Linked DNA regions of Hermetia illucens: region 2 is linked to region 1. The links are chromatin contacts, called in public Hi-C maps. All regions are on one chromosome and are shown on one strand. Each heading gives the region's core, a stretch centred on a gene start, on an enhancer-like site or on the middle of the called end of the contact. The rest is flanking DNA. Distances are from core to core; before and after follow the strand shown.

The links. A called contact is a pair of places that touch in the nucleus more often than the background predicts.
Region 2: a contact with region 1 is called in a Hi-C map of whole body, with 6 times the contacts expected there. The contact joins the promoter of LOC119647125 here to the promoter of LOC119648400 in region 1. A contact is called at or near these places in 2 of 2 Hi-C or Micro-C datasets (an unstated tissue and whole body).

What each region holds. Positions count from the first base shown.
Region 1 is chr1:121,869,655-121,872,326 of iHerIll2.2.curated.20191125, reverse strand. LOC119648400 (DNA repair protein RAD51 homolog 4) reads right to left here and starts at 1,296. Exons shown (of 5, transcript XM_038050269.1): 1 at 1,000-1,296. The coding sequence starts at 1,112. LOC119648327 (helicase domino) reads left to right here and starts at 1,323. Exons shown (of 22, transcript XM_038050058.1): 1 at 1,323-1,647.
Region 2 is chr1:122,169,014-122,171,685 of iHerIll2.2.curated.20191125, reverse strand. LOC119647125 (non-specific lipid-transfer protein) reads left to right here and starts at 1,376. Exons shown (of 6, transcript XM_038047912.1): 1 at 1,376-1,420. The coding sequence starts at 1,376.

The sequences.
Region 1 (2,672 bases), core at 47-2,546:
GAAAAAAAATGATGGAAGATCTCATCGGATAATGGAGAAAAATTTTATTTTATCCTTTTTCGTAGATTCTTTTTGCATTTCATTCAACAGACGGTACGTAACTTTCCTGTAAAAAACAAAACACATACAACCCCTTTTACCCACTTTCTGAGCCCTTATATATTTCGTACGACGGAGGCTAGATTTCACTTTTGCTCACTGTACAATATCTAGGTTATCTGGAGAATTTCGCAAATATTATGCCTAATGTTTGCGCCCTATAGCACAGTAGACCTACTATAGGCAGTACCCTTACAAAAATGACCCCACTTGCAAATATGCATGCAGAAGCTTATCTGTACACTTCAGAGACGCTAAACAAGGAAAACGCATAATCTTCGTCAAATCGTATTGGTAAGAGAGAGATCGGTGAGCTTTTGCTATTCTGGTACTACGGCGTGCTCACCCATATAGCAAAAAGTTGTTTCACGTATTCACTTATCCGTAAGCAAAAACTTGCCAATCTCACCAATACATTGGCAAGTCCGGGCGGTATGTCAAACACAGCTGATCGGGTTTTCGGTACATCTCGCTCATGCTCAAGGGCAAAACAATTTGAAATCGTGTGTACTCGCACTGATTTCCCCCTTGAGGGGCAAGGGGGAGTGAGGTAGCTGTCTAGTATCTAACTGTGCCCTATAGTATGTCTATACTATAGGGCTCGACCAACTTAATCACAAGTTATAGGTTTGAGTGTGGTAGCTGCATGGATATCTGAGCTATGATATAAACGCCCAGAATCTGGCGCAACCAAACGTTAGGGATGTGAGCGCTGTAAGTGGAAAGTAGAACGCGGCACGGTAGCGCAAATACCAGCTGAGTTATGAGTTGTCAAGAAGCAAATCATTAGCATGTTTAAATATTAAGTTTCTATCTATGGTAGATATTTGGCACTTTAAGTAGAAGGTACTTTTATGCTACTGCTGTGCAGACAAAATATTATAAAACTTTCAGTTTTACCTCTTGACTCCTGTAGGTATGATTTGTGGCCTTTGGATTGTTTGTTGGTACAACTTGTACGCTGAAACATACGATACTTCACGATTTTTCAACACACTTTTTTTTGTAAGCATTGTATATTTATACGAATTACGCGCAATATAAAAATATATTCATTACTCTAGAAAGTTTAAAATATATTCCTTCAAAATTTTGTTATCGTCCCCGTCTACTACCACTCGTCGTTTACAGATGATTCCGGACCAATATGAACTTCACATCTGGCAATACGGATTTTTCGAAAATGAATGCGTTGCGTTTCGAATTTTCCAGGCGTGTGTAAGCGTGTAATGCGGAAACTCCTTCGTACCAGTGCGTATTTCATCTGCTGGGCAATTCGGTTTAAGGAGTGTATACGTTTCTGTAGAAGTGGTCAATTTACGGATACAGGGTTCTGGGACCTCAGTGATCGCGAGTTTGCATTCAGAAATTTTTCGAATGGAGAGTTTAGCTACGAAGAGATGGAAGTTTTCTTAGTGGTTTTGTGTAATTTGTAGTGAGAACTCTTTTTTTGAACAGACAAATGATTTTAATCTGCGGTTGAAGGAGATAATACCACCGTCCGATGGTAGCTGAAAGCTTTGAAAATTTTTGATTGAAAAACTTGAGGTACGTACGGATGATTTATAAAATCAAAGATGGATGCCAAGCGCAATTCCGACGAATAAGCAAAGTTGTCAATGTGCGGTTTGTTTCAATTGGCGCCTAATTTTCACATACTGATTTCCGGAGGGGCATTTGAGGGTTTTTAGGTGTGTTCCTTTTACTGTTAATGCTCCCATGAAATAACCGTTGATTCAATTTTTAATTGGGGGGAAAGTGCGAATTCAAGTGCGTATGTATATATATATAAACGCAGCTCATACTCATTTGACAGTAGCGACATAAAAATTTACATTTCAGTTTATACGTTCGTAGATTTAGTGTAACAATCGTAGATTTAGTGTAACAATCTGCTAATTTGGCTCTTCTATTTGTGTGCTCGGCACATTGGATTTGCACATTGCTATTCTCTTATTCATAGTCATAACCAAATTTTGTGATTTTGCATTTCTTGATTTGTTGAGGAAGTCATGACGTCTCTGTCACATTTACAATATTCGCTGTTGAGATTAGAAAACGGGGTTCCCATACTTTAATGTACAACCAGACATCTTTTGGGAAATGCAATCTACAGAATACTGTGGTGCGCCGTTACGGTCTTAAATGAAGTGCTCTAACACACTTCAAGGCCTTGATCCAATATGTATTGTTGCGCCAACGATTATTATTCCTGAGTTATCACAATCTCGGCAGATGCCGGATTTTACCTAATACTAGAACTAATTGCCAAGCTTAAAAACTAAAAGGGCGCTGGTGGTGCTGGCCGGTGGTAGATCAGTGGGAGAATCCGTCGAGTACTCTCGACAACATCGAGCACGTATGCAGAATAGTGTACTTCTGCATGGTTTGAACCAGACTGCGAAAGTCCTATTACATCAAGGGGAGCCGAGAGGGATTTAGGTACAATATCTGTAGCTGACAATTTTATGGGAACTACAACCACCCGCTCGAGACGCCAATTTCTTTGATTTCCCGAGCCAATGGCTCATAGTTCACCTTCTCCACGTATTTCCGTTCAATGTTGCTATTAT
Region 2 (2,672 bases), core at 127-2,626, 300 kb before region 1:
ACTGCCGTAACTCGTCCTCACTCTCGCGTTAGTTGTGCATCGCCCGTATTTGTGTTAAATACAGCACCTGGGTCGGATGATAGTTTGCTCATTTGTCCCAATTGTACTTCACACTTTAGATTGTCAACCTCGCGCCTTTCCTAAGTAAAATGTGTAAAGTTGGAAATAAAATGGGATTCGTGCGCGGTTCAAAAGACGCCGTTTTAGTGTACAATGAAGATTTCAGGTTGGCAAAGTTTGCTTCACGTTGGCAAGGTTCATTCTGATGGCAGAATACGTAATTTGCAATTTGGCGGTGCTTTTCATTTTCGCCAATTACTTTTTATATAATTAATTTGAATTCGAAAAAGCTTGAGAAGGCGTTATTTCATTTGGAAGTGCTAACTACTGATGTCACTTGCAGTAATTCCGTCACTTCTGTTTATAAAAGTTAAATTAAGCCGGAGTGGCCTTAGTGGCATAATTTTCATAACATGAAATATGCACGCAGCTTCAATATACAATGAAGATTCCAGATCGGAAAAGTTCGCTCCATGTCGACAAGGTTCGTTCTGATGACAGATTAAATTGACGGCACTTGTATTAGTTCCGCCGCTTCCATTCATAAAAACTAAATTTAAGCCGAAAGTATGTGCACTCTCAGTGGCATTTAATTTTATGATGTTCATAAGATAAAATATGCACGCAGATCGATTGTGCGCGGACAAAATCGCGGGATTGCACATAATTTTCAAGTTTCTACAATTAGCGTATGCATCTTCCTATATTTTATGTTATGAAATTCATACAATAAATGCCATTAATACCTCCTGCTTAAATTATTTTTTTATGAATGGAAGCGATGGAACTAATGCAAGTGACATTAATAATTAACGGTTGCAACGCAAATAGTGCCTTCCGTAGTTCTCAAAACGAATGCAATCAAATTATTTATATTCAAAAATTGCAGCCGAAAATGGAAAGCACCGCCATATTGCAAATGACGTGAAGTGTCAACAAACTATTATCTGTCACGCATTGCAAAAGCTCAATTTTCTGAACTTTTTTGCGTGGCGCATTGCGCAGCGGAGTTGTTGTATATTGCCTCATACAAGTCCGTGTAATGAACTTCATTTGACAGCTCTCTCGCCCCGAACGCACGCAGCCACTGCGCTGTTGTGTTTGGCCCTTCTCTCGTCCGCATTTCGCACGCATCGTGTTTGTGTTTGGGCCTTTAATCTGTTGCAATTTTGCTGCTGCGGCTTTACATATAAATAATAGCCGACAGGGAATAGAGTGTCATTTTACTTGCGAGAAGTGCGTGTGAGTTTGTTGCCGGACAATTGCTTCAACAATTTGAGTTTTTTCGTAAATTTAACTTCAGGGAGTGTAAAAAATGGCGAAAAGGCGGGTTTACGTTATTGGCTGTGGAATGACTAAGGTAAAAGATCGTTTAAAGCATATACATATGCGCATATATACAGTAACGCAAGCAGTGTCAAGCTTCAAACAAATTTTGTGAATAGATTGTCGGTTCAAAGGTGGCAACAATCTTCGAACTTTGCTCGGGTATAAGTGATAAACCGTGCAATAACCTGATATGAATATGAGATAAGAGTGTCCGTCAGAGATCATCGGGCAATTTCACTTATAATAATAAAAAGTGTACATGCGTTTGTAAATTGCGTATTGTGAAATTTCTTTTGGAAGGACTGATAATTCTACGAAAATTAATCTGCGTTGGTAGCTGTATGTTGGAGGTCAATACAATAGGCAAAAAAAAAAGTTTCGAAGTACAAATAAGGTTGCTTCCAAAGCAGCCCGGTTACGTTTCCCATTCAACCTCATGTCTCTGTTACCATTGCAAGGCATTAGTGGAAATAGCCCATCGTATCAGTGGAATATATTCCTTTATATTCACATTTAAATCAACATTAACCCTTAACTAGCATCGATATTTATAATTCCATTGCTGGTATCAGAGGTACAAAGTGACTTCTTTTTAAATAATAATGCTTCTTTCAAATTGGGTCAAATTAACTTTTACCATAAATCATTCACTATATATTGACTTATTATTGTAGTCGACTTGGAGCAAAAAAAAGTGTGCCCTGGAGTCCACTTGGAGCCCACATTACCAGTTAAAGGTTAAAAGATGCGCTCCAAAGGCGCAAAAAGAATGCACGGTGTTTTTGCCATTCCAGGCCATGTATTTTTAATTGTGTAAACACAAAATCTTATTAAAATCGGTTCAATGTCTGTTTGTCACGCCCAATTTACTCAGAAACGGATGAACCGATTGTTCCGAGATTTGGGGAGAACATGTGATCTGTGTGTCCCTTTACATGCAGCTAGTGGCGCCATTTTGTGTTGAACTTTAAGGGGGGCTCCTCATACATGCGAAAGGAAGGTGTAAATTTTCTTTTCATAGAACATAGTCATACGGGATATCACATGAAAGGGCTCAGTTATTGCTTTCCGAAACTGTCTTTTTTTCTGATATTGGGTAAAACATAGGGGAGATAGGCACAACATGTGCGCCCCAAACAGTTAAACAGGTCTCGTCCTTAGAACCTACCCAACCGAAAAGTCTGAAAAAAAAACACCGATGCAAATATATGAAATCTAGGTGTTGAAATACATCCCATTCCAATATCTACACAAATAAAGTTAATAATAGAATATTACCCTTC